2 separate regions of the Gossypium hirsutum genome follow, and region 2 is linked to region 1. A link is a contact called in public Hi-C data. All regions are on one chromosome and are shown on one strand. The core of a region is the stretch at or near the end of the contact, and the rest is flanking DNA. Distances in the headings are between cores, read along the strand shown.

Region 1 (6,217 bases), core at 3,217-5,716:
CTATTCTGTGGAGTCTCCACCGCCTTTCGCTTCCTAAAAGTGGTATTCCCAACCGGCCTACAGCGAATTCTTTGTGAGTTAATCTCTGGAGTCTCCGCTGCCGTTCGCTTCCTCTTGGGACTGAAGAACCCACATTCAAGAGCCTCTAATGCTTTAGTGGTTAATGGTCGGTTCCTGGTGCTTTGCCTTCGATTGTGCACTACTGGCTGCTGATTCACCTCTGCAACTTTATCAGGTTGCATGGTAACTTCGGACTGATTGAACGATGTATGTGCACACAAATTCTCACTATTTTGAGTGGTCTCTGTGACGAAGGGGCTCTCCGTTTCGAAATCCATTGAAACTTGACCAACGTTCAAGTCTATCAATGTATGCAACTGAGATTTCGTTGGAGATTCTTCTCTATGCAAGCAGTTTTCAGCGACAATGCCTTCCTTTCGATCATCAGGACTGCCTTTGGACAAAGAACCGGCAGGAGACAAGTTTACTGATCCCGTTTGAAAAACCATATTTTCGGAATCATCGAGTGAGTTAGACCGATAGTGCAAATTGTCTTCATTTAACATCCTGTTAGCAGAAACATTTTCAACACTACAACTCGATTCTCCATTGGCGTAATCGGTTAAACCTTGCTCTTTCGTAACCATTTTCCAGTCGTCATCAAGCAGACTTGCATGGTGGCTTTCATGGTTTTTCACTGATACAATGCTCATATCAGAGGTAAGGGGAATTGCAATATTCGAATTACTATTTACACAATCTGATATTTCCGCACATTCTCCCTCATCAGCCGTGGCCTCTGCAGCATGAGAAACGCTATTTTCTTCGGATACATCTTCCGAGTCATCAGATGTATCCTCCTCAGAATCACTGTATAGACTAGAGGGGGTGGATAAGTTAGCAGCAACTTCGGGAAGTAAGCTTCTCAGCTCTCTAACCTTGGACCGTTCAGTCCCTCGGACCAAACTAGTATCTACAATCGTAAACTTCATTAGATCTCGATTGCAACCAGGATTTCGTGGTTTGAGGTAACGACCATGTTTGTTCGATATAAAACCAGGATCTTGTTTTATTGCAGGCTCCCACTTATTTTCGTTTTCCTCTCTGCCGTCTTTAGGCAGCTCAATTTCAAGCTCAAGAAGCCCTGGTTCTGATGCAACTTTATTAAGAACATCACTGATGGAATCAAAATAGTGGTTGCCTTTCACTAGTCTCCTTGAAAACTTCTTAACACCAGGCATAAGAAACACCAGAGAATTCTTTGAACCAGAAAAAACCTGATCCTTAGGCTGTTCAGAATGCCAACCTCGAGCTAAAAGGCGAGGCCAAACAGCTTCCCAGAAAAGATCGCTACATCTAGCTTTGCTCAACCTAAAATCTCCGGTTAGAAAGTTGATAATGTCCACAGATGTAAGAGTAGAACATGCTTTGCCAACTGGTATTTCAGGACGAAAAGAAACTACGTGATTGGGTTTTATGGGTTCCATTGCATTGCCAGTGAGATCTTGCTTTCCTTTACCAATACCTACAGCTTCTACGAGCATAGTAATACCAACTGTGTTCTTTATAGTGAATACGTATTCTTTGAAGGATACTTTTCCCTCGCCAAATGTCTTAGAAACCTACAATAATCATAGTTCATAAAACATCATGCGCAAACATTTCTCTCACAAATATAGACCAAATATAACTGCAAAATTAGGTGCAATAGTTCCGCAATGAACTGAGAGTTTCAACTATAAGTAGACTCGATAACAAAAACCGGGAGCTCAAACGAAAACCGATAGAGGTTCTTGAAAGTTAGACAAGAATAACAACATAAATAAATGTCTAATTATTTAGAAAGATCAAATGATTGTGTAAAAAAAGTCAGAAATGCACCTCAAGCAACATATCTCGACATTCTTCTGAAACGTGAGAAGACAATCGTGACAATAATTCCTGTTGCCTCCATCCAGTGAACAGCTTTTGTCCATGAACACACCGCCTGCCTCTTAATTTTCGGCAGTCTGACCATCTACAATATCCATCCGACTTGTAGAATTTTCCATAATAGAAAGACAATATCTCTCCCATCCCTTTACTCTCAACAAAGTTTTTCACAAGGATAAGATTTTTCCCGAAGATGTATAACCCGAGAAGAAAACTGTTGAGTTCGATATCCTTCCACACTTCACTAGAAGAGCCTGGAAGCGGATAGAGATCACCATCCACCTGATTTGGCTTAGATTTTGGCTCCATTGGAGAGAGTAAATCAACAACCATCTTAGTTTTGGTTGTAGGTTTATGCTTTAAATACTCTCTCGTGTCGTTCCCATTACCCGACACGGAACCTAAACTTTCGACTTTATATTCTGCACACCAATGGCTTAATGTAATGTGGCTCTCTCCACTGTTTTCAAAGTCAACCGCACCATTTATGCTTTCAACTTTAGTCTTTGTCCAGATAAGAGGGATAGGCAACCCCATTGGGAAAGGGTTTGGCACACTCGTAACGACTTTTGTGTCAATTGGTTCCTTTACAACCTGTAAACTGCGACATTCTCCAACTAGAGGTGGAATTTCTGCTTGGTATTGATCTCCAACACGAGGAATCACCTGTGGATCTCCGAATATTTCATCCAAAAATGAACATGAAGCATGTAATTGTTCAGCAGATTCATCTTTAATGCCCACTATGTCGTTATCCGAAACAGTAGTATCCATCTGCACAATAAGCAAGCAAAAACAATGAAACTGGAAAGAAAAAAAACTAAAATGGAGTTAAGACTGCATAAAACCGGCTTCTTAGCCGTAATATGCTTCAAGATGGTCCTAAATATAAAACATAGGTACACCACCCTTATATAAATGGAATAAAAAGAAATACTATCATTGTGTATGAGAACAGTTCAATATTTCGAAATAGAATTATAGAAAGCATCAGTTTCTACTGCTAGTCCTACATGCAACTGCTAAATACAATTTCCTCGAACTTAAAGGCTTAAGCACAATTTCTCAAAAGTATCCACTGCAATTCAAGATAAAGAATGAACAGAAGAAAACGGAGGAATCCTTTTGCACATGAAAATTCGTAATTACCAGCATTCAATGCGCGGAAAATTCTACCATTTTTCTTAAACTCGAGATCTATCTGTGACCCCCAAGAATTCAACTGCACACCAGGCACTAGAACCATTATATAGCCTAATGTGCTTGTGATTGTTGAGCATGGCATCCTTAGGGTCCCGTGTTGGTTACTGGATACTAAAAAATTGAGAAATGGAGTTCGATATAGTCCCATTTTTCAACTAAACGTAGAAGTAATAAAAAAAAAGTTTCAACCAGGCAGGTTTTTTAGCCAGTCTCGCAAAAAGAGTGCCTAAACACAGAAGGTAATATGTTTGACTCGATATGCATTTCCCGAAAGGGTCTAAGATGATTTTGTTGTCCAGCCTAACACGAAACTGGTCCAAAAACTTCATGAATTCAATCGACAAAGATAAGCACTCATCAAAAGGAAACAAACACGCACAAGCGCGCGCACATGTGCAAACTAAGGTCATCACCAATGCAAATATATCAAAAGCTATACAATGGTTAAATCTATCATAAGAAAATCAAATTCCAGCATATTTTTTTCATTTACTATAATTAAGACAGATAAATACCAACAACAAGAACCTAAAAAAAACCTTGTGGTTAACGACATGATGATAAGGCACATGTTAACGTGCCAATTGAACAGTGAAAAAAACACATAAAACCAGAATCTAAACTACGACAATGAAACATAGTTTGTCAATACATAAACATGTCAAACAATTTCTACAGTAAAATGGAATCAACCACCATTGTACAGTGAAAATTAACATGTAACTCAATTTGACCAAACATATAATCAACCCCCCCCCCAAAAAAAAAGAAAAAAAGAAAGGCAAATAGCACATTAAAGTAAATAAGCAAGCAATAGAGCGTTTTTTATTTTTATTTTGGTTAAAGAGAAAACATATGGCTAACCTTTTATGGATGAACTTGAAACCTTTATGGATGAACTTGAACGTTAAAACCCACGTCCCAAAATCAACCTGGAAAAATGGGTTTTTATTGTTAACATCTATAAACCTCGATTGTCAACCTTTTTTTTTTTCCTAATTTACCAAAAAAAAACATTACTTTTTTTTCTCACTTCACTGTTTTCCAGTTACCGTAAATAAAAAGCAAAGCTAAAAACCACTAGAAAAAGACATGGAAATGGGTGAAGATTAAGAGAAGATTTTAGTTACCTTGTACAAGAGAGAACTTGGTTTTCATGAATACGAGAAAGCTGAATTGTTGAAGGAAAAAAAAGGAAGGAAATTTTCTCTTTAATTTTGCTGTTAAAAAAGGGGGAAAAAAGGAGATTAAAGCTTGTGTTTTGTTGGGTTTGATTTAAGAGAGTTGAGAGACCAAAGGCGGGTTTCGATTGACCGAAAATGAACATTGTTAATCTATGTTCCATTTTACGTTGGCTTTCGACCCTCGTATTTTAGTAATGGGTTATTTTTCATTTTAGTCCTTAAACTTTTCAATTAGATCTATTTTAGTTCCGGATTTCATCAAATTTTGATGTCGTCAGCCTTTTATATTTTTGACCAATATGGGGTCTAGTTGTCAAATTCAGGTTTAAAGTGCACCAAAAGAAAATACAAAAATCAAAATGAATCTAATTGATAAGTTTAAGGACTGAAAGTTATATTAACCCTTTAATAATTTTAGGAGATTGTTTTTGGTACAAATGTTAAATGCTAATAGATTGAATCCCTCGGTAGCTAAGAATTTTTCTGAATTTTTTAAAAAATTGATTTATTTTATTTGATTATTTCATCAATAACAAAATATTAATAATAATATATATTTTATAATTAAATTTATTTTTATTATTAAGATAGTAATTCAGGTCAACAATCTAATGTTTAATTAGACACATAATTTTGATTTAATTTAATTATATATTTAAAATTTTGATTTTCATTCAATAATATGTGATAAAAATTTAATTTAACGTGCCTTCCTTCGAGTAAAATGGTACCAATCGAGATCAGATTCAATTCTTTTAAAAAAATTATTTTAATTAAATATTAGTCATTTAAAATTTAAATTAATACAATTATTTACCTTTGGATTAGATATAATTATTTCTCACTTTATTGATTGTGAAAAATTTAGTAAAAAATATTAGGTATACAATTGCACCAAATCAAAGTATCATATTTTACGTTAAATTAAAATTGATGCATAATTTTAAGATTTATATATACTTAAAACCTACGAACAATCATATCTAACTTTTTCTTTTCCTTTCTAGAACATTTTTATTCACATAAATTCTTAATTAAAGTTGAAATTTTAGCACTCAAATTCAAATATCACCGTGTGTGAATTCTCAATATATATCTTTATTTTAATTTAAGTCTTGTTACGTGAATCCTATTTATCTTTATTTTAATTTAAGTCTTGTTACGTGAATCCTATTTATATTTATTTTAATTTAGACTGATTATAATTATGATTGTAATTACAACTTAAAAAATTAAGGCTAAATATTGACACCCAAAAGAAAAAAGAATAAAAAAAAATGAAACTGATTATAACCAACATGAAGAGGAAGGGGCTCTTCAAATGTCTCTTATTGAAGTCCATAAAACCCATATGTTAGTTAGAGGAGTTGAGCCTAAAATTGTAACAATGGCCCAAGCTATCCAAGGCTTGGGTGTTAAGCCATTAACCATTACCCATTATAATTAAGTGCTCACTCTAAGCCCTAATTCTTACATCTTAAGATTTATTCGCGGGTCGGACTATTTGTTTAATCTTTTTAGAACAAGGTTTGAATAAAATTATTTTCGATATGAATTAGTTTAAAATGTTATTTTGATAATAAAATCATATTTATTTGAACGGTTCATCTTTATAAGTTGGAATCGTAAATGGAGATGTGGAGGAGAAAATATGTAGGGTTCTCAGGGTGAAAAAATAAGTCAAGAGATGCCTTTGATGACCGAGAAGTAAAAGAGAAGAAAAACCCTAAAAATCTAATTTTGTCTTGATACTATGAAATATATATATGGAGCTCCTTGTAGAGACCCATATTGTACCCAAAATATTTATTTATAACAAAAATTTAATTATAAGAATATATAAATATAAATACTTTTTTAAATATTGTTATCAATGAATAGAAGGAATTAAGCCCAAA
Region 2 (6,113 bases), core at 276-2,775, 180 kb before region 1:
GTTTAAATATTAAAAGAGGTGAAAAATTAAATTAAATGCTAAAATAATATTTTTATAAAATTGAAGGACCAAAAAATCATTATGCCTTTATTTTACTACCCGAAAAATGAACTCCAAATTTAGCTTATTATTTTTATTTTATGAAATTTTACATACCTGTAATACCTACTGACCCTTCCAATTGGTTTCCCCCAATACTCAAGGACCTTAAACTTGATAACCCCTTGAGATCTGCCAAATCATTGTTGTTCAAGGAATTATAATCCAAATTAAGCACTTCCAAATTTATCATCGGTTGCGCTTTCTCACCTATAAAAGATTTAAGTCGAATAATTTTAAGGAGGATTTGTTTGTATAATATCCAAGAATAATTATTTGTATCTCGATTTCATCTTTGATTTATTCATAAATATACTTTTATAGGTAAACGCCTTGAAGACATAGTTGATTGTACATAGAACATCAAATTTAGATATACCTTGAAACTGTCGGAGGCTTTTGATGCTATTGTCGTTTAACTCTAACGTCTTCAAGTTTGTCAAACTCTTCAATTCTATCCAAGAACAATGAAATATATCAAATATCAACACATTTCAAGGCTTATTCACATGAAAAAAATTAATTTTAATCTTTTAATATAAAAGTGGCACTCACTTGTATCTAATATTCAAGGATTTTTTATACAAGCATTTTTAATCAGAAGAAAAATTCTGATTTATCATTCTCCTATTTAAAAGAGATAAGAATAACACAAAATCACAATTTCATACAATACATTCTCTCATTAAGTACATGTACGCTTTAACTTGTTTAAATATATGCAAACTTTTAATTAACATATGGGAAATAATTTGTTTATTTCAACCTATTGTCTGTCAATTAAAATTAGTTAAAAAGTTTAATAACCGTATTATGAAATAAATTAATAGAGAATTTAGCAATCAATTGTAAGTTGGTATGATCAAACCTTATACTCTTTCATTTTTTTTTTTGCATAAACTTACAATTGATAGAATTTGAGAGATGGAAGCTTACTTGATAAGATACTATCATTGAAGTAATTCTGAGTTAATACAAGAGTTTCTAACTTGTTGAAAGCAGATGAAACAGATACTGCATGCAAGAAAAAGTTATTGATCATGAGTGTCTTAATTTAGAAAAAATTAAAGGAATAAATTAATTCAAGGATTAATCGGTCATCGAAGAGATGAAAAGCAACCAACCTTGGTTATCTACAAGATCTGCAATTTCATTTCCACTCAAATCAAGGCTCTTCAATTCCTCAAATGGAAGAAATAAAGAGACATTGAGATACCCATATGGATCTGATATCCATTCACGGTTATCCCATTGACGTTTGAAACCAAGATCGAGACCTATTACTCGTTCAGTAGTGACGTTGCACTCAACTCCTTCCCATTCACAACAATTCGAACCTTTCACATCTACCCAGTTACTGTCATTGAAGAAATATTTGAGTTGGAAGAGAGCAATTCTCTCCTGCTCCAAGCACCCCTCAGTCTGTCGCCACCCTTGTATGATGAACAGAAGTGTAGTGAGTAATACCCACAACGATTTAGCCTCCATCTTCTCTAAATCAACAAACCACTCACTTGAGACCTGCCTGCATTTCGATCAAACAAAGCCTTGGACTTTATACACCTTGAAGTCCTCTCTTACTCCAAAAGTTGGGCCCCACTGCATTGATTTTTTTTCTCTAATTATGCTAACCACAGAATTATTATTATACTAAAAATAAAATCAAGCTTTGGGGGTAGAGGTGCTCATGGGCCGGGCCGGGCCCAGAAAAATTTCGGCCTAGCCCGAAATATGGACCTGAAATTTTGTCCAGGCTCAGCCCGAGAAAAAATTCCTAAGCCCCGAGCCCTTCCCGGCCCATTTTTTTAATAAACACCAAAAATTTATTTTAAAAATAAAAAATAAAAAAAATATTTTAAAATTAAAAAATATATATATATTTATTATATATTCGGGCCAGGCCCGGGCCAAAAAAGTGGTGCCCGAGGCTCGGCCCATTTTCTAAACGGGCCTCATTTTTTTGCCCAAACCCATATTTCGGACCTATATTTTTACCCGAAGCCTCCCATATTTCGGGCGTGGCCGCCCGGCCCATGAGCACCTCTATTTGGGGGCTATGTCTTTTTATTTAATTAGATTTAATTATAAATAATTATATCAAATTTATTAAAAAAATTATAAACTAAATGTTTTATATAAGAAGTTTTAGTTTAAATTTTGGGGGTAAAAGTGAAAATTGGATAATGGTGACTACTGATATCTTGGCACCTCTATTAGGTTTGAGAGTATGCGGCAAAGAGAGTATTTTATAGCAAGCATGGCCAGTCAAATATGTCATTTCACATATCTCATTCCCAATCAGCTGTGAAAAACGTTGCCCATCCCTGCATTTTTTGTTATGGAGGTTTTAGCTCAACAAGCTCTTATAAACCTCTATTCACCAAACACTACAATTAGAGGGTTTAACTACCTAATCCTCTATTTGTACCCAAATCAGTTAAAAGAAATCCAAAACCTTATTTATCAAACATTTCCTATATCTTTTATAAGGAAAAATTGAAAAGAATATAAACCCATAAAATTTAAACCCAAATATCTGCCAATTTTTAATATTTTTATTTTATCTTTCAATAAAATCATTATTTGTTATTTATATCATATTTTTATAAATATATATTTATATAAAATTTCACCTATATTATGAGCGTGACAACCATAAATTTTTTTTTAATTTTGGTAAGCATAACAGATTTATTATATTCTATACTACACTATAATAAAAGCTATATGTGTTGAATTTTATAAGTGAAGCAATTATCTTAAAACATTTTTAGTTTAATTATTACTATTGTTATATACCAGTGAACACTAACCCAAGTCTTTAATAGGATCCGAGTTACTTACCTGTAATTCGGATAGGCCCTACCAGACGATTGAGTGCGAAGCGAACTACGAGAGGATAGCAAGGCGAGGTCACGAACCTAGCTCATAAGGGGGTTCGCGACCCCAGCTCGTAAGAACTAAGGAAAGGCCACGGTCTTAGTTCGCATATGAGTTAGGGGTTCGCAAAAAGGAACGTGCGCTCTGTAGGCAACCTAGACATATGTCCAGTAAGCTCAGAGCCTACTTAGGGTGTTAGTCCTAGAAACAGAAAGGACCGTGTGCTTAGTAGGCAACTAGACACGTGTCTAGTAGGCTCGGAGTCCGTAAAGAATTCCAGTACTAGGGACAGAGAATGCCAGTACTAGGAGTAGTGGAGTCAAGACAAAACAATAGAGTCATATCATGAGTTGTAATAGCATGTATAAATACCTAAAGGCTCCCATCAATAAAACATAAGAAAAATATTATCAAAAATTGGTGCGATGAGTGTGGACAGTCTTTTAATTGTTAAATTTCAACAAGTCTGATTTTATTTATGTCAAGTTTTCAGAATCGAAATGGCTCACCCAAATTTGGAGTTTTCCCTTCATCCATTCGATAGAATAGGTCGGAGCCACAGTCTCTGGCAATAATCATTATAAAGCAAATTTGTTGTTGGGGTGGTTTACTGACAGAACGAAGAACCTCGACAATACAGCTCATCCAAGAGTTTTTGGCCCTCTAGACCTGAACACTTCCGTTGGCCAGGGGTTGACGCTCCTTCCTAACCAAGAGGCACCACTGTAGTAGCTCTCTACCCTTCAGGAGCAAATAAGATTCAAAAGGGAATAGATGGTCGCTCAGGAGGTGCGGTTCGAGCAACAACAGGCTTTCCAACATGAGCTGCTGAAGCAAAACGATGAGTTAAAAATAAAAATGCATTCTGATAACTTTGGCTTCCAAGACAACGTAAACATGCAGAATGAAGTCCTAGGCATACAGGTGAAAGAATGGCAAAATGAGATAGAAGAGTTACAAAGGGGTGTAAGGGTGCTACACCCTAAATATCAGAACATCGATTGGTTCTACTCAAACAATCTATTGGTCCTTGAGATCGTAATAGTAAACTTATCACGTGACTTCAAAGTCCCAATAGATATGTTCAAAGAAAGAAGGGATCCGCAATCCCATTTGGTGCAATACAATGACTATATGAATGTGATAGAGACATCAAATGTAGCGAAGTGCAAGGCCTTTTCAACGACGCTAATTAATCATGTACAATACTCATTTACCTATAACAGACCGCAAAGTTTGGCTAACTTATACGAGTGAACCTACAAGTTCGTGAAGGAGAAAGAAATCAAGAGGGCATACCGTGAAACCTTTCAAATGGAGAACAGACAATCAAGGAAAATAGAAGGATCTTGAAGTAGATAGGGCCCTCCTGACCAATTATTACAAGTGAGAAATGATAAGTTGTACAAAAATTAAGCTCATGGTAACCCTCTCAAGGCCCCCCAAGGTTCTTAACTAGAGTACACCAGGAGGTACTTTCTTGATAGCGGACTTGAAGCTTACACCCTGTTGAATGCCACCTGCACTTTCATTCTTAGCCAAGTCAAGAGCCTTGGTATCCTACCCAAGCCACCCTCGATGAGGAGCATTGCAAGAAGATTGAATTCTAGGGATAGATGTGCCTTCCACGATGACATTGGGCACAAAATTAATTATTGTTTCACGTTGAAGGGTGCCATAGATGAGGTAGTACGAAATGATGAACTCTCAAAATTTGTGAACCAAAGCAGTCTCTAATAGGGTCAAGGTTCGCGTAGCAACCCTAAGGGTTAACAGAAAGTTAAGCATACCATCCACGTGATTGTAGGCACGGATAAAGACTAGGTAGGTTTCAACGTAAAAAAGAGGGTACATATGAGAAGCGTGATGTCAAATAGCGCTCCAAGAGATCACTCCAGTAGGAAAAATAGAGTGTGGGATTTAATAGTGACAATGGAGAATTAGTTTATAACGAAGAGGGTAATGATCCAATGGTTGTTTCGACAATAATTGCAGGTTTTGAGGTCAAAAGGATATTCATAAACAGTAGAAATGCATTTGGGGTGTTGTCTTAGGATGCATACCAAAAGATGAGATTGAAAAAATATGTGTTGTCTAAGGTTAATCCGTTATATAACTTTGTGAACCACCCAGTTAAGGTCAAAGGCTCAATCACCTTACCAATGTTAAGAGATGGCTAGCACACAACTATGGAGTATGTTAAATTCTATGTGATAGACCATTTAATGGCGTACAATGCTATCTTTGGACGACCGGTGATGAGGATGGAAAAGATGGTGGTCACAATGTTTTGCATGAAAATCATGTTTTCGACAAAGATTGGGGTCAGATTTTTAAGCTCAGATCAGCAAACTATAAGGTAGTGTCAAATGTTATTTATTAATCAGGCATGAGAACCCGTCACTAAAAGACAGAGTTTGCGAGGAGCAGTATTAGCAAATCAAGTCTTGGATTTAAATAATTTGGATATAAAGGACGAGGAGAGGAACAAGAAACCAGAGGTTGCGTAGCATACAGAAATTTTGCAGCTATTTTTGCGATAACGCTCTAACCAACCACTATCTATATCCTCTTCACTGGTAATAACCACGTTAATGGCGCTCATACCAGTTCTACGCCTCTTGTGTTAGTCCCTCAAAGTAGCTCGTAGATTCATCACCTAAGTAGCTTCGATAGCCTCGTTAATTTCTGATGAGATACTGATCATTTTCTTAAAGTCACTCTCCAAACTGTAAATTATGTCTGCATCATCAACAACCCTAACATCAGTAGGAGTATGTAGCAGATTAACGGGGGAATTACTTTTCATCTATGGTAAGCCCGATATTGTCCAAGGATGAGTGTTTATCCCACAATAAGTGTAATAGAAATTTCTAGGCTCTTCCCTCAACCCTATTAAAATTTAGCCCAAATGATCGTTATCACCGTAGAGCACATGTAACCATGATTGCCTCCTAGAAACCACACCTAATGCCTCAACAACTTCTTTTGTATCACCCTGTCTTTACCCATTAGGGTTGCGACCTTTCAAACAATATAAGAATATGCTCCTTACAATTATAGCGTCCTCAATAATTAAGGAATTACTAACGTTAAGCCTTCTCAGCTAGGCCTCACCTCCAACCGTCCTAACA

Evidence for each region. A called contact is a pair of places that touch in the nucleus more often than the background predicts.
Region 2: a contact with region 1 is called in a Hi-C map of seedling, with 2.2 times the contacts expected there. The contact joins the enhancer-like site here to the promoter of LOC107908673 in region 1. A contact is called at or near these places in 7 of 34 Hi-C or Micro-C datasets (fibers, hypocotyl, leaf and 1 more).

What each region holds. Positions count from the first base shown.
Region 1 is chrD08:5,289,676-5,295,892 of Gossypium_hirsutum_v2.1, reverse strand. It overlaps LOC107908673, which reads right to left and starts at 4,466. Exons shown (of 4, transcript XM_016835916.2): 1 at 4,266-4,466; 2 at 4,000-4,067; 3 at 1,882-2,706; 4 at 1-1,622. The coding sequence starts at 2,706.
Region 2 is chrD08:5,463,758-5,469,870 of Gossypium_hirsutum_v2.1, reverse strand. It overlaps the pseudogene LOC107953200. Among protein-coding and RNA genes, the nearest start is that of LOC107953202, 12 kb to the right of the region's middle. Within about 2 kb of position 1,525, at least 4 of the 9 cell types and tissues checked have an H3K27ac peak or open chromatin away from gene starts, as enhancers often do. A contact at or near this core is called in fibers, where this site is marked.